Regions from separate parts of the Mus musculus genome. Here regions 2, 3, 4, 5, 6 and 7 are each linked to region 1. A link is a contact called in public ChIA-PET, Hi-C, HiChIP or PLAC-seq and promoter capture Hi-C data. All regions are on one chromosome and are shown on one strand. Each heading gives the region's core, a stretch centred on a gene start, on an enhancer-like site or on the middle of the called end of the contact. The rest is flanking DNA. Distances are from core to core; before and after follow the strand shown.

Region 1 (3,636 bases), core at 559-3,058:
CTCAGCGGTTAAGAGCACTGACTGTTCTTTTTCCAGAGGCCCTGGGTTCAGTTCCCAGCAACCACATGGTGGCTCACAACCATGTGATGGGATCTGATGCCCTCTTCTGGTGCATCTGAAGACAGCTACAGTGGACTTATATAAATAAAATAAGTAAGTCTTTGAAAAAAGAGGCTTGTCTTCCACATGACCAATTTAAACAAGAACAGAGCAAACACTGGGCCAGCACCTGCTCACGAACAGATGCATACTAAGATAGAAGGGGCCCTTGAAAATTCCTTCTTCATCATGCCCATGGGTGTGTGTGTACCTCTCTTTAACCACTTTTAGTTGTCATTTAAATATTTTGTTGATTTTGCTTACTTAGCCATTTTTGTTGTTGTTATTTTGAGGCAAGACCATCTAATATACCGGTATAACCCAGTAAGGCTCTGTAGCCAACAATGAACGAGAGCTTCTGGTTCTCCCACCTCGACCTGTGGGTGCTGGGATTGCAGTGCTGTGCCTTCTTGCCAGGTTTACCCTGTGCTGGGGATAGCACCCAGTACTACTCCAAGCAAGCACTCTACCAACGGAGCCACACCCTCTAGCCCAAGTGTATGAAGCTTGTCTCAATGTCAGAATACTAATGGCTTCTCCTGAGAGTTCTTTCCCCCATCACTGCCTGAGAGTTCTGTTGATTCTCCTGCCTCCTTTGCTGGAACCTCCATATGCAGCTAAAAACCAAGAAAAATTAAAAATATTGGAAACTTCGTAGAAGAGTGCTTGCCAAGTTTGAGTTCCCACACTGCCACAAGAAAAGACAGAAGACATTCTAAAAGAACATTAGGGGATGTGGGTGTAACACTGCGGACTTTATTATTAGGAGCCTCTCCCCTTGTCTTATGATGCCCTTTTAATTTAGCAGCGGAATTGAAGGACCAGCTTCAGGCAAACAGCATCACTATAACAGGCTTCTTCCGGTCCAGTCCAGTCCAGTCCAGTCCTATCTCCTTCCCACCAAGTCCTAGATCATTTGGAGCTACCCTTTTCTTCACTTCTGAGTTCGAGGCCAGCCTGGTCTAGAGTGAGTTCCAGGACAGCCAGGGCTATACAAGAAACCCTGTCTCAAAAAAAACCAAAAGCAAACAAACAAACAAACACCCACAGGGAACTTTGAGCAAAGGGAAATGTGGAGGGCTGCTCACCTGGGGGCAGGAAGAGCGTGGCGCGCACCCGGCCCTCTCGTACGGGCACGCGCCGCACCCCGGGAGCCAAGAAGTGACGCTCGTGCACCGCCTGCGCCAGCCGCTGCCCGCCATCGGGCTCGTGTCCGTCCAGCACCTCCAGCTCCACCAAGAAGGGCGTCTGCACGTCGCGCTTGATCAGGCGCCAGAGAGGCCGTTCGGGCTCCATGGCCCAGAGCAGCCCCATGGGCTCGAGCCCCGAGAAGCTGCCGCCCAGCGCGGGCGCGCGCGCCAGGTTCAGCTCGCCGCCAGCGTCGGCGCGGTAGCGCGCGTGGGCTCGGAAGAGCGCGCCCTTCTCGTCGCGCAAGGCAGAGCGCAGCGTGACGGGCTGCTCGGGGGCCAGGCCGCGCACGGCGATGCTCAGCGGCTCGTCCCAGCAGCTGCGGCCCTCGGGCTCTACGCTCAGCGTCGCATTTGTCCGCGCCCAAGTGGTCCGGCCACCAGTGCTGAGCGGCGGAGGTACAAACAGCCGCGCCCAGCTCTTCCAATCCTGTTGGCACAACCTGCTTGCTCTCAGGACAGCGAAAGACGAGGCCACCATTTTGCGTCGTTGACTTCAGCCCTCGGTTCCGCAGAGAAAGTTAAGAGATCCTCTAGTGGCCAGCTGCCTGCCTGCAGTCCTTAGACTGAGCTGTGTGCTTGCTGAGCTGGGAGGATCACAGAGCAAAGCAAGCAACAAAAGCAAAAGTAGTAGTGACGCTTTGACTAAGGCGTCTGTGCGTTAAGACTCCGTTATATCCGGAACCTAGCACTGTTTTTCAGGTGCTCTTTACCCCATGAAAAGTGGGCTGGACCAGGGCTCGCTCTTAAAAGCCTCTCACCCAATGAAACCTCCAGTCGCCAAATTCCTAAGGTTGCAGAGTCAAGAATGTGAGATTGCAATTGAGTTTCATCACGTCCTAGAGTAATAGACACTCGTTACTAATCTTAGGACTGTTCTTTCAAAAACGTGCATCATGATATTTTGTTTGTGTGCTGTTTGCGCGTGCTTAGTCTACACATTAATGTCCATGTCCAATGGCCTTAATGTCTCATGGGCTGTGTGACCCTTTACCTACATTCCACACTCGTGTAAAAATAGTCAAATGATGTCATAGTTTACATTGAGCTCGTCTTTTGACCCTCTAGGCAAACACTTTTTCCTACTCATCCCGGATTTTACACATTTCCCAAGTGTTATATAAGCTATTGCTTCCAATCAGTGATTTTTTTTTCTTCCAAGGCCTTAAACCTTACAAGGATTATTGCACATCTTTATTATTACAGAAACCTGAGACTATATAAGTTGTATTTGTCTCTGTTCCTAAGAAGACAACTGTGTTAGATTTTGTTTACTTGACCCAAACTAGAAACACCTTGGAATAGGCAGGGATCCTCACTTGGGGCAATGCCTGTATCATATTGGCCTATGTGTCACTGATGGTTTGTGTGGGAGGACCTAGCCCACTGCGGGAGGTTCCACGCTGGGCAGGTCAGCTAGATTTTATTAGAAAGCTGGGGGTGGGGATGGGGCCTGGAGAATTAGCTCAGAGGTTAAAAGTACAGGCTGTTCTTCCGAAGGACTTGAACTCATTTCCCTCAGCCATAAGGGAGCTCACAGCATTCTGCAAGTTCAACTCTAGGGATCAGAGACATACAAACGGTGTGTGTGTGTGTGTGTGTGTGTGTGTGTGTGTAGGGAAACAAGTCATTGCTCCCCTGTGGTTCACGCCCCCTGCTTGAGTTGCTGTTTGACTTTCCTCAGGAAATGAATGCCAAATACACCTTTTCCTCCGCTAGCTGTTTTTGGTCGGAGTTTTATCACACTTATAGAAAAAGCAGGCTAGGGTATCTACCTTGAAGATCTTGCCCAGGCAAAACTTTTCACCGAGTTTCAAATGACCTCGCACCGCACTGGTCATGGAACTTGGAAATAACTGTTTTTGTATTGCTACTATGGATTCTTCAACCTTATTTTGTGCATCCAGTCCCAGGAACCAAAAAAAGTAAATAATAATAATAGCTTATTTTTAATCCTAATAAGAACCCTATTTGGTGAACAATTAGAACCAGAGAGCCTGATTTGCTAAGGCACACACAGCTAGGCAACTGGAAATGCTGGATTCTACACCTTAGGGCACCATTCCCTGCCTATAAGGACCTTTAAATTCTTTAAGTGCCTCTCATGCAATGATGTCCTATATTGAGAAGAGAATTTAGAAAATGCACTCAAATACCTCCCCTCCACACCCAGCAATCTGTTAAAAAAAAGAAAAAAAAAAAAAAGACTATCATTCTGGTCTAAGACTACCTGTTAAAGGCAGTGCCCGGGAATGAGTTGTTGCAGCAGTGCTTGTAACACTCCAAGGTCCCTAACCATGTTTACTATGACATGCTGGGCAGCCAGACTATATGATTAAAATGAAGTATT
Region 2 (3,636 bases), core at 441-2,940, 470 kb after region 1:
TCCTGAGTTCAAATCCCAGCAACCACATGGTGGCTCACAACCATCCGTAATGAGATCTGACTCCCTCTTCTGGTGTGTCTGAAGACAGCTACAGTGTACTTACATATAATAAATAAATAAATCTTTTTAAAAAAAACTGAAAAAATAAAAATCCACAGGAGACCCAACTCCACAAAGTTGCCCCCTAACCTTCACTTACACACATACATTATACATACACACAAATACACAACCATAATAAGCTAACCCTACTACACAGCATGGAAACCGAGGCTTATAGAACTAACAATACCTGACTAACAAAGTCGCATTAGAGATACAGGAGCATCCTGCACTTGTAGGCTCCATCAGCCAAAAGACACCACCTCGATTACTTTCCACTGTTATCGACAACTGGATTTCCAGGTCGTGGGATTTTTGTCTTCTCCGAGTAGCTGACTTGGAGTTGTTAGTTGTTTTGTTTTATGTTTTTCTTCTTACTGCCTTGCTCCACACACAAGGCTGTGTCTGGTCATCCAAGGTGGAGGGAGTTGTGGCGCTCCCCAAAGTCACTAGAACTGGTGTGGAAAGGCTTCGTTTCTCACTAACACCCATCTTACTGTGGCAGGGAATGGAGGCTGGTCCACATCTGGGCTTCCTAACTTTTCCAAATACCAGCCTGCACACAACCTCAGGCAAGCCACCACGTAACCTCTCTTTCTGTGTCTTATAAAGATACCGCTAGGGTTGGAGAGATAGCTCAGCAGTTAAGAGCACTTGCTGTTCTTCAGAGTTCAGGAGCTCACAACGTCTCAAATTACAGTTTCAGGAGTTTGACACATTTGGGTCTCTTGGATCTTCCACAGACACATGTAAGCACACACACCCACATACACAATTAAAAATAAAAGCTCTTTTAAAAGGTGTGTGTGTGTAGATGTCTTAGTGGTTAAGAAAGCTGAGGACCCAGGTTCAAATCCTAGCACCCCGCAGGGCGGCTCACGATCATCCAGCTGGAGGAGATCTCACTGATCTCTTCTGGCCTCCCTGAACACCAGGCTTGTTCGAAGTACACTCATGTATGCACGCCAAATATCCACATACATAAAAGAAGCCTTTAAAAAAAAAAAAAGCAAAATCCCAGCACTTGGGAGGCAGAAGGCGGATTTCTGAGTTCAAGGCCAGCAGCCTGGTCTACAGAGTGAGTTCCAGGACAGCCACGGCTACACAGAGAAACCCTGCCTCGAAAAACCAAAAAACAAAAAAACCAAAAACATAAACTTCCAAAATTTATACCATAAAGTACTATTGGCCTCCTGGCCTCGTGTTTCTTCACAGCCCAAATTTCAACAGAGGCAGAGGTCTACTGCAGGCTGGACTCTGCAAGGGGATCCTGGGGACGCCGCAGGACTCGCCAGGTCCTGGCCCACGCCCACTCCGGCCTTGTATGGCACGCTCACTCCTCCTGCCTTCAGCCTTGCCTTCTCTGTCCTCTGCGTGGGTACAGCGGCACCCTCCGTCGGCGCCCAGATGCACGCCACGCATGGGAACAGCCTTACCTGCACAGATGGTCCTCTCAGCTACGACACTTCTGGGCTGGAGCACCCAGGGGCGTGCAAAGATCCGGAAAGACCCTCATGTTGTGTTGTCGCACCCCATAGGACTAAAGCGGCCGGTTCTTTCTTCTCATTGAATTAGGCTTCTGCCTGTCCATGTCAGTAGGGGCGGTCTTTACGGAGGGCGGGACTTAGGATTTCCGCCTTGTCCTGGTCGAGCGTGCCCGGGCTTGGCACGCTTAGGGGCGGGGTCTGATGCGCTTTGGGGCGGGGCTAGAGATTGCTACCGCCTCCTCAGAGTCCCTGGTACTCTCTTGACAGTGAGTCTTCCTTCTTACTGCGGATCATATCCCGAGAAATTTCTCTCGGCTTGGAGCTGGTACACAGGCCCGAGTTAACACTGATATGTGAGAGAGGGAAGATGATTGTTTTGTGGAAAGAGCAAAGGAGACTCTGAGGAGGAAAGCGAAAAAGACTTTGGGACGCAGTTGCCGGTGCCGGGAGGCTCCTTGAATCTAGGTCAGGTTGTTTCCTCCTTGCTATGTGACCTAAGGTGTGCTTATCACTTCTCTGGGCCTTAATTTCTTCCACTGTAACAAGAAAGTTGAACAAATATTGTCAATGATCTCCAGCCCAAAGTTTGTACAGGTAATATTTCTAGAATGGTACACGTGTGCCTTGGTCAGAAAACCACCCCAGAGTACCACTGCAAAGAAGACGGAGTTTGTAACAGGTCAGAAGTGATAGTAGTGAGAGCAGAATGGGTTCAAATAGGTCAGGCTAAGTGGGGACCACCAACAGCCTTGATCTTAATTGCATTTGGAGAACAGAATCCCTTCCTGAGATTCATTGTGTGCGGTGCTCGCCCAGGCTCCTGATGCTGGACCGCTAGAAGCTAGCTATTAGTGATCATAGATGTGGGCCTATGAAAACACTTCAGCCTGTAGCAAGTTTACAGACGTGTGCAGGGATATGCAGAGTGCTAGGTTCTGAGGGAAACGAGAGAAGTGAGCACTACTGCTTCCCGGAGCTTGAACTGCCAGAAAAGGACAAAGCAGACTTCAAAGAAGATGTGGCTGGAAGCCTGTTTCAGCTACTGGTTGGACTGGCTGTGAGGACCTTGGAATCTTTAGCAAAGTGGTTGAGGCTGGAGAACAGCCTCAGAGGCATGGAAAACCATGGGACCTCAGAGACTGGAGCCTTGTTGGGTAAAGCTGTGGGCAGATGGGAGACATAACAATAGGAGAATCTCTGACCTGAATTCTGGGAGGAGGAAGGCAGGATTTGTAAACTGAAGCCTTGAGGACCCTGGAGGACTGAGGAGGAGGGGGGAGGAGGAGGCGGCCATGGGAGGCTTGTGAAGGATTGGCAAACAGGCAGCTGACTGACCCCATTGACAGGATTCACTGAATTCCCACCATGGGAACTGGGTGGACACCAGTTTTGCCTTGGAAACCTGTAATATACACTCACTTCACAAAGGAACCATGGTCAGAAGCAAGTCAAGCGGCATGGCCCGACTCTGTTTTCTCTCAGGTAAAGTGAGGGTAGAAAGTAATGCTGAAAAAGGAAGTCCTGAAGAGTAAAGGCTATGTATGACCCCAAATCAGGTGCTTGGCTTATGGCTTCCAGTGACTAAGCAGCCAGAGTTACAAATTTAACTCGGTGTCTAGATAGTGTATAATATCCAGAGGTGAAAGGAAGCCACACACACACACCACCACCACCACCACCACCACCAATTCAAAATAAAATGAAAAACAAAACAGCACTTGGAAGGCAGAGGCAGGTGGATTTCTGAGTTCAAGGCCAGCCTGGTCTACAAAGTGAGTTCCAGGACAGCCAGGGCTATAGGGCTGTACAGAGAAACCCTGTCTCCAAAAATAAATAAATAAATAAATAAACCAAAACAAAAACGAAAACCAAAGCTTGCATCCAGGTCTTGGAGAGTTGGCTCAGTATTTAAGAGCACTGGCTACTCTTCCAGATGACTGAAGTCTCAGGACCCACATGGCAGCTCAAAGTATGACAGGTCAGGCAGAAATGAAAATAAAGTTTCTCTTTAGAGAAACTTGTGTCTCTCCTATCAAACTGTTGAAAC
Region 3 (3,636 bases), core at 691-3,190, 420 kb before region 1:
ACATAAAAGCATATATTGTTGGACTAATGCATTAATACATTAATAATATATATATATATTAGTATTCATATAAGAGACTTAAATTGGTGCTTCTTCCTCAAGAGGAGAACTTTGGAGTATGACTATTAATTATTTTTGAAGTATGACTTAAAGGATGAGAAAAACAAAGAGGAAATAAGAGGCCAAATGTATTTCATAAAGCTCTCTAGCTTCTCATGTACTCCATTCTCCATATTCTTGTTTCCTGCTCTTTGCTGTGCTGAGTATCAGACCCAGGCTCGAGCATGCTAGGCAAGTGCTCTGCAATCCTTTCTCCTCTTTCACTCAGTTGTGAGCCTGGGTCTCATGTTCTACACGAAGACACAATTGTTGTATATCTGTCCTCTCCACAGCCTTTGTTGCTATTGTTTTGTTTTGCTTAGTTCTTAGACAAAGGATCAGGTTACTTGGGGCAGGTATGTTAAGTACTTCATTTGTTGGTAAGTACTTCATGTTAAGTACTTCAATTGTTGGTAACACATTATCCCAGGCTTTAAGGATGCCTGAAAAACACACACCATAGTCATTGATGCAGAGATGGGGGAAAAAAAAAGTAAGACCTTGGGAATGTAGACATGTAGAAGCAGAATGTACAGTAAGCATACATCAGGTAGAAGTAGAATGTATAATAAGCATACATTAGGAAGAAGAAGACTGAATGGTATGCATACATCAGGTAAAGTTAGAGTGCATGGTATGCATGTATCAGGTAGAAGTAGAAGTAGAATGCATGGTAAGTATACATCAAGGCCCTAGGATGGATTCAAAAGGTAAAGTCCTTTGAAATAAAGATTGCACCAGCATTAACAAAACACTGTGGTACAGAGCTGGAGAGATAGCTCAGAGATTAAGAGCACTGACTGTTCTTCCAGAGGTTCTGAGTTCAACTCCCAGCAACCACATGGTGGCTCACAACCATCTGTAATGGGATCTTCTGGAGTGTGCCTAAAGACAGCATACAGTGTATGCATATAAATAAAAATAAACAAATCTTTTTTAAAAAGAAAGTTACTCTCTTAAGTTACTTTGCTGGAGATGGTACCTAGGACCCTGCACAAGAAGCACTCTATCACTGAACTACACTCAGACTTGTTTTTAAAGACGAGGTCTCCATATGTAGCAGTGGCTGTGATCTCCCTGCCTCAGCCTCCAGAGCAATGCGACCAGAGGTGTGTGTTACTTAACTTGTCTCCAGAGAATTCACATTACAGTCACAAGCTTAAGCGATCCCTTTGCATTTCTCATCTACGGCGTTGAACTCCTTGTGTGACTCCAAAGTCCTGAGGAACCATCCTGTAGCCCAGTCATTCTATTGACATTCTAGCAACAATTCCTAGGGACCATCCATGGGGTTAGCGCTATAGCTGTTCACTCTGTGTCTCTGTGTGTGGTGTTTGTGTGTGTACTGATCCGTCCAGTTAAATCATTTCGCGTGCTCCCTTTGATCCCAAGAGGATTCCTGAATGACCCAAGGAACAACTTTAACCACTCAGACAAGAGCTAGAATAGAAAAGAATGTGTTTATATCAGTCTCACAATGGAGAGCTCTCAGATCTTAGGGCCAATCAAGAATGAACAGGAGCTGTCCACAAAAGCCTGACAGAGGCATCCAGTTAGCGCCGCAAAATGACAAGGGTAGGCAGGGGGAACGGGGAGCCTCTGCGCTGCTCTTACTTTGGTTCTTTGCCTTTGTTTTTGCCTTTCCTCTTGTCTTTCCTCTTGTCTTTCCTCTTGTCCTTCGCCGGCATCTTGACTTCTGCGGGAGTCTCACCGTGCTGGTGTCCTGGTGGCCGCCACCTGGGCCGACTCCGTCTCTAAGGAAACCACCACGCCGAAGGGCTAACGTCCTCCGCGCCGTTGAGGGCACGCGGAGGGCGCACGCGCGTGACGTGACCGCGGCGAGGGGCGGGGCGGAGATCGCTCCGAGGCGGCGGGCGTCCGCGCCAGGGCGGCGCGCGCGGTGAGTGTGCACGAGCCTCGGCGGCGCTCCCGGGGTTGGAGCCGGGCGGGAGGCCGGGAGCTCGGCAGGGGCGGGTGTCGGGCGCGGGGCTGCGGCGTCTTAGCCTCCCACGACTTGTCTCGCGCCCCCTGAGGCTCCATGGCCGGCGGCTCTCCGACCGCCCCGCGCGCATCGGAGCGGCGCCAGTGAGGCTTGAAGCGCTTCCAGTCGGGCGGGCGGATCTTCCAAGCCTCTGGCGCGGCCACCGTGGCGGTCCTGCCCGCATCCCTGCTTCTGTCTCGGTGGCGGCGCCCTCGCTGCCCGCCTCATGCTTACCTCCCCTCCATCCTCGCTTCTGTCTCGCGGGCTCCCTGGAGGACAGTGCACCCGGGGACATCCCAGGCCAAACGCTTTCAGGGAGGCAGTTGACTTTTCCGAGGGCGGTGGCTTGAGTGAGGCTGTCAGCCTCCGAGGGTCCGCGGGCTCCGGTGCTCAGACTCTGGCTCCCCTGCCTGGAGCGGTGTGGCGGGGGGGGGGGGGGGGGATCGTTGGTCCCCGGATCTAGGTGGCAGGTGCTTGGCTCCAGCCGACCGCCAGGTTCCTGTTAGTTAACATCGCCCACATCCTCTAGTGCCTGAAGTCCCATTGCTGCAAGTTGCATAAAGTTGCAAGCACTTGCCTCGCACCCGGGTTCCCGAGGAGTAGTACTCCATCCAGTATTCTAGTTGGTTCAGAAGAGGAACCCTGTGATTATGTCTTCATTCACTGAGCGTGAGTGAGTCATTACGGAAGACAGGTATTGTGGCTGCCTTGTCAATAGGCTTGGGAGTGAAGCGCGGTTCTGCTTTATCACTCCGCTTCAAATTTCATTTAACATTTATTTTGAAACATCATTGTTAGAACTCCTCCTCCCCTCTCTCTAGGGAGACCTTAGTTACTAAGCCCCTAACTGTAAGGTGACATCTTTGACCTCTAAATCTCTCTTTTCCCACCTCATCCCCCCCCCAGAGGGCGTGGTTTGTGTGGTTTGTAAATTTTGCGGTTAGAGTAAGCAAGTAGATTTGATGAGAGACCTTGGAAACCGTTTGAACCTTCTGCTAGCACGGCTATGGCCTATTTTGACTATATTTCTGGTGACATGCCATGAACTTATGAGTAGAATCACCTCTACATCATGTACCTTCCCTTAGATAATGTACATTACCTCTGAGAAGCAATCTATAAAGCACCTATTGCTAACTAGCAGAAAGGGAGTAGGGGCATTTTCTGTCATAGGTATGTATATTTAGACTTTTTATTTATTTGTTTGTTTGTTTGTTTTACAAAAATTGGTTGTAAATAAAAGCCAGTCCCACATTTACCATTTGAATATACTTCTACAGATTATCTCAGACATAAAATTTTGACTTAAAATAAAAGTGTCTTTGTTTATTTTTTTCACCGTTATTTTTATTTTATATATATGGACGTTCTGCCTGCAAATCTATGTGCTAGGTGTATGCAGTGCCTCTGGAGGCCAGAAGAGGTCGTTGGAACTTGAATTAGAGATGGTTGTGAGCTGACATGTGGATGCTGAGAATCAAACCTGGGACCTCTGGACTAGCATCCAGTGATCTTAACCCAGAGCCATCTCTCCAGACCATCACCCCCTCTTTTGA
Region 4 (3,636 bases), core at 497-2,996, 390 kb after region 1:
TTCTTTCATATTCCAGGCATGGTAACTTACTTTTATAACTCCAGTGCTGGGTAACAGAAACAGGATCTTTGGGGCTCACTGGCCAGACAGTCTAGCCATCTCGGTAACATCTAGGCTAAGTGAGATCTCAAACAAATAAACAAACACCCCAAACCAACCAGCCAACCAGCCAACCAACCAACCAAAACTAACAAGACAAGGTGGATGGCTCTTAAGGAATAATGCCTAAGATTGACCTCTGGCCTAAACACACCCTTGACTCATGTGCATATGTACCAGCACCCATATGCACACACACAAAATAAAACTTAAAATGCTAAATGTTTGTTCCTATCAAACCCCCATTTTTTATGGTGCTGGGGCTCAAACCCAGGGCCTTGTGTATGCCAGACAGCCAATCTCTTTTGAGGGACACACATAGACCAATATATTTACTTTATAAGCAAGGTTATGAAATAATCTGGCAAAGCTACACACAGCCACAGAGGCAGTCTTAGGGATAAAACCTTTGTCATGCCAACCAACCTCAGGCTTATTTAAAACTTGTTAGCTTAACTTTTATAAAATCCCTTCTTCTCCATACACCATCTTATTTCTGGTAAACACTTTTTAATGTGATTGTAGATGGCTTAGTTCTTATTATCCTGGTTGGTGATGTGGTACAGGTAAAAAAATAAAAAGTTCATCCAGGTTTGCCGCTGTTGGCTCTGTGTCATGAAGAGTTAATTTTCAGCAATATAATCCGTATACATAGCTCATTCACTATTTTGTAGATTTGGCTTAACTATTGATCTAATTATGTCCTGAGATCTATGAGTGTCCTCTTGAATCAGAAGATGAGGTCTTATCCAGTGTTGTCAATAATTTGCTGTGTACCTTGGCAAGTAACCTAACCTTAGTTTTCTCTCTCAGGTTAACCATTATCAAGATAAAAATCATATGTTAAGATTGGCAGAGCCATCAGAAATTACACAGCAAAATTCCTTTATTTTATGGAAGGACTGAGTGATTTACCCTACCAACCTATGTAGTTAGTTTTCCTAGGCATTACAGACCAGTATCTTTTCCATGCATTGTATTTTCTCTCAATATTGTCTCAAGAAATAAATGAGAAAAAAGTGAAAGTACTAAACAAATATAAAGCTATTATTAAAAAAATCAGACAATAGTATTACAGACACTGTTATCTTAAATTTTATTGGAGTGTGTACTGTAACTATTCTGCACAATATAAAAATTAGAAGTTATGATGTCTATGTATGGAAAAAGGCAGAAAAGGAATAAGGCTGGAACAAAATTAACAGTTGATTAACTTTGAAGGGAAAACAAAACAGCCTCAAGCATAGTAATATCCTCTCAATGTTTACTGGTATTTTTCCACTTTGAGCATTTCTGAAGGAAAGATGTACAATAATAATGTGCCGTGCCATTTCCTGGTTATATAGAACATCATATCTTTTGTTTAATTTACAATACTCCTTCCCGGGCCACTGCCCTAAACTAGTCGCTGCAACCTGCAAAAACCTCAGCCCCGGCCGAGACTCTAAGTCCCGAAATGCTTTCAGGCTTGTCTGTCCCGCCTATTCGCAACGACGATGCTTCCATCGGGAATTGTAGTCATGTGGAGCTTGTATTTCAGGGCTGTAGGGCAGAACGACAATCCCCCCAAAACTACAACTCCCAAAAGGCCGCAAGCGCCCTTCCCGCTCCCCGTCGTCGCGCTCCGCCCCTGGCCGCTCCTCCCTAGCTGGGCTGCGCTGTTCATGCCTTCCTGTTGGTCTGAGCTGGGAGAAGTTCACTCTGATCAGCTGATTCCAACTGACAACAAGAGAGGAGGAAGCCTGGGAGGCAGCAGAGGAGGAGGGGGCGGAGATGGAGCTGAGGATGGATCCGCCGGGGCCCTAGAGCAGCCCGGGTCCTGTCGGCAATCCGCGTCCCCCACACCGCCTTGCCTTGGCCGAACTGCTCCGGGTGGGCTCTGTGGGCCGCGGCGGAGAGGGCGGGGGCGCCTTGGCCCAGCCCCGGGCGAGTGCTGGTCCCGGGGCTCCCTCCAGTCGCTCCTAGGAGGAAGGGGGGACGGGTGCGGCTCGAGTGGGGGTGGGGTGGCATAAACAATGGATTCGGCTCCGGGATGTGCGGGTTTGTGTGAAATTTGGGGGGCCTTCTTTGTTCTTCGTCTCCGCTGCCACCCCTTGGGTTGTGGTGGTGGTGTCCGGGAGCAAGGTGGGTGAGGGACCCTGGATTGGAGAGAGGCGTCGAGGTTTGGGGGGGGGGGGTTTGCTCCGAGTGGCATATTGTTTGCTTGGCCTGGTGGTGGTGAGGGTCAGCTGTTCTTTTGAAGGTTGGTTTTCTGTTTTTCTTAGTAGTGACAAGTTTTGATTTTTGTTTCCCTTTTGGGAGCTGACTGGACACGTCTGAGGTTAAGGTGAAAATAAGGTCCCCTGGTTACTCCCTTGCCTTGTTTATCTGAAGATCAGATGGATAGATTGGCTACTGAAAGGGAGGAGTGAATATCTGAAAGGAGGACTTTACACTTGGTTGTGCTCTTGGAATAGGAGGCAAAGGTAGGGAGAATTAGGAGTGTAGTTACGTTAGTGACCCAAAACCCCCTTTCCTGTCTTCCCAAGTTTTTGACTTGGTTTGTTTTGTTTTAAGTGTTTGAGTGACAAGAGAAAATGAGTTGTTTTGACTCACTGTAGGGCCTGGCTCTACTGTGCGCCTAAGTGCTGGAATTCTGCCTCCTGTTGCTGCCGGTTCTCTTCCTCTGTAGAGAGGAGGCACAGGAGGAAGCTCAGTAGTTGTCTTACTGTTTTTGAAAATGAAGTTGGGACTATTGTTGTCAATTTTAGAGTCCTTACTAGACCTTTGCTCGACTAGAGCTGAGAGAGTCCATTTTATAAGGATAATTGGGTTTGTAGAGGTCTTTGAGGGTGGTGTGAATTTATTGTTACAATATTTTTCTTAGCTTTTTACAGACCTCCTTTTCCATTTCTCATATATAAGGAGCAGGTGCAGAGGGCTTAGCCTCCTAAAAGCTGTCTGTTTAGTGATTTTGAATCAGAGCTTAATGAAATGAGAAGAGCATTTTACCAACAAACCAGCAAAATCTTTAAGAAGCTCTGGGTCTAGAAGTGTTTTGTTGTTACACATATTTGAGACAGGGCTTCTCTGTGTAGCCCTGGCTGGCCTGGAACTCACAGAGATCCACCTGCCTCTGCCTCCCTTGTGCAGGAGCCTCTAGGCTGGTTTTTGTAGTTAGTTTAGTAGCCAGGCTTCAGCCTTTTTTTTTTTTTTTTTTTTTCTTTCTTTTTTCTTTTTTTGGTTTTTCGAGACAGGGTTTCTCTGTGTAGTCCTGGTTGTCCTGGAACTCACTCTGTAGACCAGGCTGGCAGGCTTCAGCCTTTTGAGTGCTAGGATTTACCACCATACCCAGCATGGCAGTTGATTTCAGAAGGGAGATCCTTAGCCATGATTTTGAGATGACATTTCTAGTCCTAGAAGAAGCCACTGTAAGTTTTATAAGCAAGAATGAGGGTTCTCTCTGGGTTTGGCCTAGCAATTAGGTGCTCCTTTTTGTTTGCTCAGTTTAAGGTACACTTCTGGTTTTTTTCCCCAGATGAGTAAAATCTTCTTTTT
Region 5 (3,636 bases), core at 745-3,244, 370 kb before region 1:
GAAAGTCAGTAAGCGCCTTTATAACTCGGGAGTAACAGCCTGTGCTTGGGAGCCCAGCATTTGGGAGGCAGAGACAGCGGGATCAGTTAAAGGTCCACACCAGCAAAGATTACACAGCACCTTATTTTAAACAAACAAACAAACAAAAAGACTATTGGAAATACCTTAGTCACATATTTTTGTTTGTTTTGGGAGTTTTGCATTCTATGTAACCCAAGGATGGCTTTGAACTTCTGATCCTCCTGCAAAAAACACCATGCTTTTTACTACCATGATTTTAACAGTCACTCCTGAGTTTTAAAATATAATACTTTGCTAGACAGAAAAGCAAACAATAACAAAACAGAATTGTGTGTGAACGTTAGTAAAAGAGCTGCTGTCTTCCTTCCCCGTGACGCTCAGAAAAGAGCGAGAGAAGGATGCAGTACAAAGGAAAACATACACACAAACCTAACACAAGAGCGAGCCACCAAAATGTGAATGCTAAAGTTTCGAAGGGCCCAGAAACGGTGCTACATCATGCCAGCACTTGGTAAATATATTCCACACCATTGGTCATTAGGGAAATATAAACACAAGCCACTTCCTACGAACTTCAGAGGACAAAGAAAAAAGGCAGCAGATAGTGCTGTCAGGGTCAGGAGAAACCTGAGCATTCATCTACTGTCAATGATAACATAAACTGGGGCACTCTCTCAAAGTCTGGCAGGTCTTCAAAACATCAGCATTGCCACATAACCCAGAGATTTCACTAGAGAATAGCCTCGAGATGATCAACACTGTTCACACCAAAGTTTGCACACAGAATGTCCCTACTAGCATCATTCCTTTACAGGCCAAAAGTGAAAACCAAGCATACTTTCAACACAATTGAGGATGGCATCAGCTCTCAAAACAAAAGCTGTCTGATACAGACTCCAACCTGGATTAACCTTTAAAACAGAGTATATCTCCAACTACATAGAACTATCCGGAAAAGGTAAATCTATAGACAGAAAGTAGGAGAGTCTGTAGGGCTGAGAAGGTGAGCAGAAGTGTGGAGAGTGACATCTAATGAATTCCAAGTCTTTTTTTATTTTTTTGCTTTTTGGTTTTTTATAAAGTAAGGAAACGGTAATAAAACTTATTGTAGGTACTGAATAGCTCTGCAAAAATACTAAAAACTCATTGGACTGTACGCTTTAAGTGGGAGCACTTATAACTAGATGAATGTTATCTTAATAAAGCAGCTTTAAGACCAGGAGTGGGGGCGCGGGCCTTAATCCCAGCACTCAGAAGACTGAGGAAGATGATCTCTGTGATTTCGAGGTCAATCCGATCTACCATCCGATACTACAAAGCCCGATGCCTCTCGAGGTGCTCATAAACAATCCTGGACAGTTCTCAAGGGTCAGACTGACTTAGAAAGGCCCGCCCACTTGTGATCCCGCAGAACCCATGCCATTCCCGAGGACTCCCCTGGAAGGACAGTGAGCAAAGCACCAGGTCAGGCACGTTAGGTGTCTGGACAGCGTCCCGACCTCCACTGTGAGTACCGTCCCTCCACAGCCCAGATCCTCCAGCCCGCGGTCGAGATGCACCTACCTAAGGCACAAGCCATGGCAGAGCCCACTAGGCCTCCTCCTGACACCACCACGTCGTACACGGTGTCTGCCGAGGAGCCCGCCCATCGCTGGCTGGCAACTAGCGGGCCTCCTCTGGCTGCGAGCTGCGCGGAACTCCACCAGCGAACGCAGAGCAAGCCTGCCATGGAGCCAATGCGGGCCGCCATAATGACTCCTGCCTGCGCCCGCGCCCGGGACTTCTCCCTGATAGGTCCTGGAAAGTGCTTCCGGGGCAGTCGTCAACCTTGTGTGGTTTTAGCCCTGTCTTCAAAACCGGAAATAAAATAGTTGAAGAAAATTATCCAATCAGAAGACGCTCTTGCCTCATTGGGCGGAACAGACTAAAGACTGGAAGCCAATCCAAGGCTAAAGCCATGAAGGGGCGTGGCTAGCAGTACCTAACCGCCGGCGCCGCTGTCACGGTTGTCACTGCTGCTTTCACCTCTGCTTCTCTCTCTCTCTAGTTAGGAAGATGACTGTGGGGAGGACTGCGGGAGGTCCTGAGTGCGCCGAGTGGAGCCGTGAGGTGAGTGGAGAAAGGAGGAAGTCGGATGCCTCAGCAAGGAATCCTCAAGAGTGGAAACTGTTTAGCGTTGCCGTGGAGACAGAGTCAGGGGCGTGTCATCAAAGGGCGAAGAATTAAAATTGGCAGCGCTTGGGCACTTAGAGAACCAGTCTTGGGGGACGTGGGTCTTTTGTGTCTTGTACCAGGCTCTGATATCAGGAATCGTACTAATAACAAACCACGAATTAACCTTGAAAATCTTAAAAGCGATCTCTATCTTAATATGATTATCCAGAAAAGGCAAATCTAGGGGGCGCGTCATTGCATGGGGCTGAGGTGAGGAGAAACAGGGAGAGACTTCTAAAAGGGCTGAGGAGGTGAGGAGAGACTTCTAAAAGCTTCCAAGGTTTTTGTTGTCGTTTTAGAGTAAGGAAAACGCACCGAAACGCAGCTCTTCAAATATATTAAAATTCATTAAACTGAATGTGTTTAATGTGTTGTATCCTCTCAAACCCATTTTCTAGAAAAGAAAAGAGATGGGTTAAGCAATTTGCCCCGAAATCTCTGAAAACAGAAAGTAGGCTGGTAGTTGCCTAGGGCTGACAGGTTGAGAGGAAGATGTGGGAGGGTTAAGGGATATAAGTGACAATTAAATGCTACACTGGTGCTTCAGAGCAGAGATTCTCAATCTGTTTCACCTAAGATCATCCTGCATATCAGATATTTACCTTACAATTCATAACAGTAGCAAAATTACAGTATTAACAATGAAAATGACTATGGTTGGGGCTCACCACCACATGAAACACTGTATTAAAGGGTCGATGCATTAGAACAGTTGAGGACACTGCTTTAGAGGAATGGTGAAAATGGTCTGACTTCTACTGTGATTGCTAGATGACCCTGGCTGTTTTAGAAACTGGAGGAGAGTACGCTTTGAATGGCTCACTTGTACACTATGGACATTGTGTTTCAATAAAGTTGTTTTTAAAACGAAAGAGCCAGCATTATGGCTCAAACTTGTAATCCCAACAACTCAAATTACTAAAGCAGAAGGATAAGGAGTTCAAGGTCGCCCTTTGACCCTGTCACAACAGAGAGAGAGGGGCAGGGGAAGGAGAGAGTTTTGCTCTAGATCACATGTTCTTCAGCAGCAGAGCTAGGGTTAGAGCACACACTTATCTCTAACTCAGATGGACTGCTCCAATTGCCACTAATCATCAATAGTCCACTGGTGGCCTTGTACCTACCACTCTAAGGACATCTCAGGCCACTGTCCTCCAGCCACACCACCTTCCCTCTATCACTACAAGACTCAACTGAGACAATAAAAATCACCCTAACACTCAAAGTCAGACACCCCCAACCTCAGTGGTTCAGATTGCTCTCCACACTATAATGATGGACAAGCATGCGCTCAGTAGAAACAATACTCCATACTTTTTTTTTGTTTTTTCGAGACAGGGTTTCTCTGTTTAGCCCTGACTGTCCTGGAACTCCCTCTGTAGACCAGGCTGGCCTCGAACT
Region 6 (3,636 bases), core at 777-3,276, 330 kb before region 1:
TAGTTCCGAAATCACACACGAGCATTTCTGTTTGTTTGATGTTTGGGGGGTGGGGTGGGTAGGGGGAGCTGGAAGGGTTCAGACAGGCTCTTGCATAGCTCAAGCTGGCCTGGAACTCTACAGGAATCTGAGGCTGGCCTTCAACTCCCACTCCTGCTTATGCCTCACAGTACCGAGATTAAAGGTGTGTACCACCATACTTGGCTAATTTTACATTTTCCCAAAAAGAAACCCTGACGTCACTACCCACTTCTAAATTAGTCATTATTGTGAGTTTAAATGACTGCCATACAGGTTTCCAGTGAGCACTGGATAAATATTCAGACAATAATTCAGAGGATAAATAACATGACAAATGATACCCAATTCCCTACCCCTTCACTCTGACTTTTCAATTCCAAACTTTCATTAACTGCTTATGGACTAATTCTGCATATATATCCTCAGCATGTCAAACCAAACCATGTCTAAACACGGATTATCATCTCCCCTACCAAACCTGTTCTTCTTGAATTATCTTTTATTTATTGCCCAATCTTCCCACTCAGCTGCAAATTTTACCTAGCAGTGCCTCTCATCCTACATGTTTTAATAATCCCAGCAATTAATAATAACCAGACCCCAAAGTGACTCCTGTGATGCTGTTTAGATTTCTCAGTATCTTTCTGCTTGTCACTCTCCATATGCAGTTTAGTATCTCAGAATAATGGCCAGCCCTTAACGGTAAACCTCTTCACTGACATACTCCTCCCCCCACTGCCCCCCCAAAAAAAACCTTAGAAATTGTGGGATTTACCTAAATTTGACACCTACTGGGATACAAAGCTCAAATTAGAACCACATTTTCTGATGCTTGGCTGCCCTGTATCTGCCACAAAGTGTAATTTCTCAACGCCAAACACCCAGAATTGCGCGTTTTGACCTCAAACTATGTTTTATTCTCTTTACATATGTTCCACTGATCTTTGTGTCTAATGTAATGTAAATGTATGAACTCTTAACCCCAAATCAATAATATTTCACTCCCAAATGGTTCCTAAGTACATCTCAGAGCCTCATGAGCAAGTGAGATAAAGTTTAATAAACTAATTGGATCGTCTTCTTTTGAGAAACTTCAGAGAACAAGTTGAACGAGCAAAACACATCCTGGCTGCAAACACTCGCTGCCCACACACGGGCCTGAGGTGACAGGCAAAGGAGACCCCAGAGGTCCGGCTCTGGTCCGCAGACGTCCCTTCCCTATTCCAGCCCAAGGCAGAGAGTGGACCCAGGAAAGGTGCCGGCAGCCCTGGGTGAAACGCGGGCAGGGCACCGCTGTCAACCCTTCCCGCCAGCACAAAGGCCTCAGCCGAAGGCCCTTAGGTCTGCGGGCGGGCCCAGCCGCGGGTGCAGTCCGGAGCCTCCGCCCGGGGGACTCGCTGACTCCCGCGTTCTGGGGGGGCAGGCTGGTCTCCAAGCTCCCTCCCTCAAGAACAAGCAAAGGAGGAGAAACGGTGCGCCCCAGATCCCCAAAGGGGTTAGGGCCGCAGCCGCCGGGCTTCGGACCGGTCGCTCCCCGCCCGCTAGACGCCTGGGGGAGTCTGGGGGGACGGCTTCCTTGCGCCCTTCGGGGGCGAACCCGGCTCTAGATCCCCAGACCCCATAAGTGGCTTCCTTTCTCGGCGGGACCACCTACCCGAGCGGGGGTGGCTACACTAGCCTGGAGCTCACCTTCCAGTCTCGGGCAGCCGTCCGTCCGTCAGTCAGCCCCGAATCCCGTCCACACACGGCGTCTTCCGGCTCCCGCCGGAAGCAGCTCCAGAGCGGGACAGGAAGTTTGGCCGCCCCCCATCAACATACCCACTCGCTTTCTTCTCCGCCCGCGGGTGTTTCTCAGGAGGAGGCGCTGACTCTTGGGCCGCTGCTTGAGAGCGATCCTTCGCTCCCCGCTACATACACACGCATACACAGCCCGAGACACACACAGGGTTCCCTCCCGGCCGAGGAACCGCAGCGCCCCGTCCCCTCCTGTCTGCCCTTCAGGGTTCTCAGGTCCGCGAAATCTGAAACCAGGTCAGTGCAGTCTAGCCGTGACGTCACTGCCTTCCCGCTGAGCGGAGCTGTTCAGCAGGGGCCGCGGCGGCTGGGATGGGTGAGACGGCGCGGGGTGGAGGGTAGCTTTCTCCGGAGCTGAGGACCTGTGACAGCTCCCGAAACACCAAAAGCCCATGAAGAGCACCTGAAATGTTCATGGCCCAAAGAGGGACCTGGAAATCAAGCCTTGCATTGCCCCTAGGACTGGGTGTGAATTTAGGCACACGTACAGCGTTAGAAACATTTAAGAATTCTCCAGAGATCTTGGATGCACTGACTGAGGGCTCAGATAACTAAGTTCCAAGCTGGATAATAGTTCTTGTTGAAACTTTCGAGTTTGACTGCATGAAACTTAAGATCTGCAGTGGTGGCACACGCCTGTAACTCCAGCAATCCCAGTACTCCAGGAGTTCCCGGTGAACGAGGGCTACATAGTTGAGACCTTGTCCAAAAAAACAAAAAACAACAACAACAACAAAACATGATGCGGTGTGGAAGAGTAGGGGACTAAAGATAGTGCCTGTGAGATATAATGTTCTCTGAAGGCGCTCATTTTCAAGTTAGAGATAAGCCAGGAGTCTGGATGAGCTAGGGAGTCATAGTTTTGGTACAAAATGTTCCGGGAGAAAACATTTCCTCGATACAGTTTGTCCTGCGCACTGAGAAGCATGACTGTGATCCCATTTGAGGATGGCCATGACAAGGACAACTGGCCTACACAGTATCTGGGACAAAAATCTTGGGGTGGCAAGGAGATGTTTACTAGGAGCTAAAATCCTAAAATTTAAGAAAGGATTAAAAAACAAAGATTTACCAGTTACCACTATATGAAGAGATGAAGAACTGTTCAGAAAGAAAAACTGGGGTCCAGAGAAAGTATGTAAAACAAGGTTAGAACGCTGCAAAATTTGATTTAGTGGCTGCTAATTTGTTTTGCCTCTAAAATATATTGACTGTAAAAAAAAAAAGTGGTCATAAGTCATACTCAGAAAACATCTCCAGTTTTATTTTTCTAAAGGTTGAGAAAATTAAGAAAACAAATGTGATACATCAGTATATCTGGAATAGTCATGTCTATAACCATTGGTTAATTTACTTAATCCTATAGCTTTCTGGAGCTTGATTACTTGGGGCTTGTTGTGGGAAGGTACCATTGGGGATTGACCTCAGAGCCCCTAGAGTACTGATCAGTGTTCTGCCCTGACCACTCCGACTCACTTTCATCAGTGAAACTCTTAGTGATGTTTATATCTATTAGTTCTCCAAAGTATAAGCCCAGAATGGGGATACAGGCCTTTAACACTGGCACTCGGAGGCAGACAGCCAAGTGGATATCTTTGAGTTCCAGGCCAGCCTGGATTACATAGCAAGCTACCTAACAGACTCTTGTCTTTAAAAAAAAATTCCTAAAATAAACACAAGCTTTTATCAGCACGTAGTAAGTTGTTAGGCTTGCTACTCAATTAGTTGTTTGGCAGAACACAAACATCATCCCTGGATGTAAACCTTGTCTCTGGAGACTCCCAACCACTCATTTATCTTCTCAGACCACTCCCAGCCCAA
Region 7 (3,636 bases), core at 485-2,984, 300 kb before region 1:
AAAAAAAAACCAGAACAAGGAATGCTGGTGTTCAACTGGCTTTGTCGTTTTTATTCAGTCCAGGACCCAAACCTAAAAAATCGTCCTACTCAGCCTTGGGGTGAATCTTCCCACCTTAGTCATCTTAAAATGAAGCCAATCCCTCATGGGTACACCTTGAACTTGTCTATTCAGTGATTTCTGATCCCCCCAAGTTGACAGTCAGTGTTAGGCATCACACGGTGACAGTTATCTGTTCTCCATTTTCAGCATTCTGCCTTATTTCTCTAGATACACATAACAGAGCCAGTGTGATGCCTCCCACCTGTAATTCAGCACATGGGAGGTAGAAGAGAGAGGAATGAGTTCAAAGCCAGACTTAACTACATAACAAAATTCAAGGCCAGAATTCTGGGATATGAGAGACCTTGTCTCGAAAACAAACAAACAAACAAACAAACAAAATCAACCATGACTTACTCACAGGTTCTCCATCTAAAATAAAGATCACATTCAAGACCTGAAGGGCAGTGGGTTAGGAGGCATCATAATGGAGGCAGAGCTGAGTAGACCTCAGTAAACCCCATTTGCTGTTAAATTAAAGTGGGTTTCTAATTGATTCGACCATTCTAAAATACCACCAAAAGATCTGGTTCAATGACAGTCATTAAAAATACGCCTTAAGCATCTGTGTAGCAGACTATTGTAAGGAAAAGCTCACTGAACTCACAAGGGCAAAGGACATGTTCTGTTTCTAGCTGGGTGGGACCTCGGAGGGGTCATATAGTTTATTTCCTGAATGTTTCCAGGCATCCCAGAACTGGGTGAGTTGACATGCTCTAGCATGGTAGCGTCTTACATTTGTAATCCCAGTTATTGGGCAGATGGAATACAGACGGCAAATTCAAGGCCAGCCTGGGCAAATTAGTGAGAACCTGTCCCAAAATAAAAATGAAAAACAGTCTGGCAATATAGCCCAGTAGTAAAAACCTCTTGCCCAGCATGCATAGGGGAGGTGGAAGGCTGATCTTGGACTCAATTCCCAATACAGAAGAAAATAAATTATTAATCAGCTTGCTTAAATACAACTCCGTCCTCAAACACCACCGCCATGAAGTTGCAAACATGCTATCCTTTTCACAGACGCCATACAGGGGCTGAATAACTTGTCCAAGGTCGCACAACTTATCCCCAATATCTTTTAATAAAACACACTTCCTGTTTAGCCGTACTTTGTTCAACCATTCTGCCACAAAGGGCTCTGCTGACCTTCCCTGTGCTGTCTATGCCATCGTGTGCAAATGTCCACCTCAGAAAGCCAACCTTCCTCTATGGCTCCCACGACTAACCACTTTCACAGAAATTACTAGTAATCTCACATTTTCAAGCCGACTTCCTGGATCCTCAGCACCAAGAGGATCAAAACCTCTTGGTGCTGAGGTTTTTCAACATGACATAAGTATACCCCTATGCGTGGCACACAGTAGGCGCTCAATAGATGTTCAAATCTGAAGCACCTCAAACACAGTCGCGCCCAAACTTCACCCTCGGAATTCTTACAAAACGGAGAGCACCTGTTACGGGGCATTCCCTAGTCTAGCGTCCCAAGCTATACCGCCGGTGTCGCCCGGAGCTCGAGGAGGACGCCCACAGGTCACCCTGGCTCGGCACTTCCTCCTTTTCTGCGGGCTTAATCCAGCTTCCGGTGCAGCGATACAGTGGCCCCCCTGCGTGTCTGTCAGTTTGAGATCTCGCGGGATTTGATGAACAGCGAAGGGTCAGCTGGCGGCACGACCTTAGCCCTAGGACCACACTGCGCAAGCGCAGGACTAAGCCGGCCTCCTTGCCCTCTCGTCTCCTAGGGCCGGGGTTTTGAAGTTCATACGCGATCCTTTGGTCCCCAAGGTTGGTGAGAATCACAGGATACGTTGCTAGTCTAGGCAAGGAGTATCCATAAGTTAACCTCATTAGGGCTCCGTGGCCGACCCCGCCTCCAGGACCAAGAGAGCAAATTAACTAATGACTTCAGATCAAGTCCCCTGTGTCCTCTTGTGCCCCCAGAGGTTGAACCCGCGTCCTGGCACGGTCTAGGCAGACGCCCTGACAGCCAGCCCCAGCCTCTGGAAGAAACTTGATTCATGTTAGATTCACTGAGTCTTAGGTTGGGGAATCACAGTGAGAAATAGCATCAAGTCTAACCCTTGTTTTGTAGGTGAACAAGCTGAGATCTAGAGGACTAAAGCAGCGGTTCTCAACCTTCCTAATGCTGTGACCCTCGTGCGTGGTGACCCCCCCAACCATAAAATTATTTTCATTGCTACTTCATAATTGTTATTTTGCTATTGTTTCGACCCGTAATGGAAATGTTTTCCGATGGTCTAAGGGGACCCCAAGAAGCTAGAAACTCATGGTTTGAGAACCACTTGACTAGTCACTATCGGGTGTGGTTTGTTTCTAGAATAACTTGGGATCTCCAGGAACTGCAAACCCTAACGGACTTAATCAAGCGGCTGTAGGAATCGCCCTTAGCACTGTATTCCAGCAAGGGCTAATCGCGGAGCTCTAACTCTGGTATAAAGAGTAGCTGAAAAATACCAGTACCGCCGGCAAATGGGCAGCCATCAGATGGACTGGAGGCCCGGGTAACAGAACATCTGAACATTTTCACTTCGTTTGGAAAACTTGAAGAATGGGGTAGGAGACTGTTACCACATTCCAAATAACTTTCCAGCAGGATCTGATCTCTTGGTGGTCAGCTGAGTGAACCAGAGAAAGAGGAAACGCTCAAAAACAATAAAAGTGATAGCAGAAAACAGAGGGAGACTATAGATTACATCTAAAACTCAAAGAGAAGAAACTTAGTTTGGGCCCTTTTTGATGTGAAGTCCCCTTTTCTCCAGGTCTCAGATGTTCAAAAACTGCATGGAGGAGTTCAGGTTTATTTATTTTCCTCCCTTCTGAATTTTCTCTTCACACTAAGGGTTACAGTCGTTTGTATGACTTGAGTTGTACCATGTATCATATGGGTATTTTTTTCCTGATATGGTTTTATTTTTATTTTTTGTGGTGTGGTGTGGTGCGGTTTGGTTTGCATCACGGTGCCGCTACATAGGCCTGGGTATCCTGGACCTCACTCTGTAGGCCAGGCTGGCCTAGACTCAAAGAGATCCACCTGCCTCTCCCTTCTGAGTGCCTGGACTGAAGGTGCCAGCACTGGCTTTGGTTTTTATTTTCAAGGTTGCGGCCACTGCCATTTTACTAATGTGGAAATGGAGATTAATCACTCAAGCGCCAAGATGAAGGAACTAAACGTAAAGGAACAAGTCCCCAAATGAGAGCAAATACGTCCTTCTGTTTCTGCCTTTGCTGTGAGTTCAGGATCCCCTTCTCTTCCTTCTCTGCAGCTTTGCGTTGTCTCTCATCCTTTAACCGGTGCCAGAGATAAATGTTTTCCAGACTTAACTTGAGGGAGGTGCCAACCTTTCTCCCCCCAACCTAATGCAAACAAACTGTGGCACAGTCTGCGTCCCTCGCCCCAACATTCCTACTAAATATAAGCATTTAATCTGATAGGTTTATGTAATCGTTTGCTAAATGACCTTTTAAACTACAATGACTCCATTTGAATTCCTGTGAAGTCATCTCTTTCAGATTGCA

What was found. Promoter capture Hi-C pulls out the DNA fragments that hold promoters and counts their contacts. Hi-C and Micro-C count contacts between places; a contact is called where the count stands out from the background. ChIA-PET counts read pairs in DNA pulled down with a chosen protein or histone mark. HiChIP or PLAC-seq counts read pairs in DNA pulled down with a chosen protein or histone mark.
Region 2: a Hi-C map of CD8 T cells shows a contact between it and region 1, with 4 times the contacts expected there. The contact joins the promoter of Dcaf4 here to the promoter of Acot2 in region 1. A contact is called at or near these places in 2 of 39 promoter capture datasets (embryonic stem cells and pre-B cells) and 1 of 484 Hi-C or Micro-C datasets (CD8 T cells).
Region 3: a contact with region 1 is called in a promoter capture Hi-C map of the HPC-7 cell line. The contact joins the promoter of Entpd5 here to the promoter of Acot2 in region 1. A contact is called at or near these places in 2 of 39 promoter capture datasets (the HPC-7 cell line and cranial neural crest), 1 of 484 Hi-C or Micro-C datasets (CD8 T cells), 2 of 115 datasets of contacts at active chromatin or transcription factors (effector CD8 T cells and memory CD8 T cells) and 1 of 9 other capture datasets (adipose tissue).
Region 4: a contact with region 1 is called in an RNA polymerase II ChIA-PET map of memory CD8 T cells, with 12 read pairs. The contact joins the promoter of Zfyve1 here to the promoter of Acot2 in region 1.
Region 5: a contact with region 1 is called in an RNA polymerase II ChIA-PET map of memory CD8 T cells, with 18 read pairs. The contact joins the promoter of Fam161b here to the promoter of Acot2 in region 1. A contact is called at or near these places in 1 of 39 promoter capture datasets (neural stem cells), 1 of 484 Hi-C or Micro-C datasets (CD4 T cells), 2 of 115 datasets of contacts at active chromatin or transcription factors (memory CD8 T cells and microglia) and 1 of 9 other capture datasets (liver).
Region 6: a contact with region 1 is called in an RNA polymerase II ChIA-PET map of memory CD8 T cells, with 43 read pairs. The contact joins the promoter of Zfp410 here to the promoter of Acot2 in region 1. A contact is called at or near these places in 8 of 39 promoter capture datasets (the 3T3-L1 cell line, the C10 cell line, cranial neural crest and 4 more), 1 of 484 Hi-C or Micro-C datasets (forebrain), 9 of 115 datasets of contacts at active chromatin or transcription factors (the SCID.adh cell line, double positive thymocytes, effector CD8 T cells and 6 more) and 2 of 9 other capture datasets (adipose tissue and pancreatic islet).
Region 7: a contact with region 1 is called in an H3K4me3 HiChIP or PLAC-seq map of embryonic stem cells, with 2.6 times the contacts expected there. The contact joins the promoter of Ptgr2 here to the promoter of Acot2 in region 1. A contact is called at or near these places in 1 of 39 promoter capture datasets (embryonic stem cells), 10 of 484 Hi-C or Micro-C datasets (the G1E-ER4 cell line, differentiating embryonic stem cells, embryonic stem cells and 2 more), 12 of 115 datasets of contacts at active chromatin or transcription factors (the SCID.adh cell line, T-cell acute lymphoblastic leukemia, bone marrow-derived macrophages and 6 more) and 2 of 9 other capture datasets (adipose tissue and embryonic stem cells).

The regions. Positions count from the first base shown.
Region 1 is chr12:83,986,033-83,989,668 of GRCm38.p6, reverse strand. Acot2 (acyl-CoA thioesterase 2) reads right to left here and starts at 1,808. Exons shown (of 3, transcript NM_134188.3): 1 at 1,188-1,808. The coding sequence starts at 1,767.
Region 2 is chr12:83,518,520-83,522,155 of GRCm38.p6, reverse strand. It overlaps Dcaf4 (DDB1 and CUL4 associated factor 4), which reads right to left and starts at 1,690. Exons shown (of 14, transcript NM_030246.2): 1 at 1,539-1,690.
Region 3 is chr12:84,407,333-84,410,968 of GRCm38.p6, reverse strand. Entpd5 (ectonucleoside triphosphate diphosphohydrolase 5) reads left to right here and starts at 1,940. Exons shown (of 16, transcript NM_001026214.2): 1 at 1,940-1,999. It overlaps Bbof1 (basal body orientation factor 1), which reads right to left and starts at 1,901. Exons shown (of 12, transcript NM_028377.3): 1 at 1,714-1,901. The coding sequence starts at 1,787.
Region 4 is chr12:83,595,332-83,598,967 of GRCm38.p6, reverse strand. Zfyve1 (zinc finger, FYVE domain containing 1) reads left to right here and starts at 1,746. Exons shown (of 12, transcript NM_183154.4): 1 at 1,746-1,971.
Region 5 is chr12:84,360,186-84,363,821 of GRCm38.p6, reverse strand. It overlaps Fam161b (family with sequence similarity 161, member B), which reads left to right and starts at 1,994. Exons shown (of 9, transcript NM_001358283.1): 1 at 1,994-2,130. The coding sequence starts at 2,077. It overlaps Coq6 (coenzyme Q6 monooxygenase), which reads right to left and starts at 1,854. Exons shown (of 12, transcript NM_172582.3): 1 at 1,585-1,854. The coding sequence starts at 1,771.
Region 6 is chr12:84,315,249-84,318,884 of GRCm38.p6, reverse strand. Zfp410 (zinc finger protein 410) reads right to left here and starts at 2,026. Exons shown (of 12, transcript NM_144833.4): 1 at 1,711-2,026. Ptgr2 (prostaglandin reductase 2) reads right to left here. Exons shown (of 10, transcript NM_029880.3): 10 at 3,053-3,636.
Region 7 is chr12:84,283,394-84,287,029 of GRCm38.p6, reverse strand. Ptgr2 (prostaglandin reductase 2) reads right to left here and starts at 1,734. Exons shown (of 10, transcript NM_029880.3): 1 at 1,554-1,734.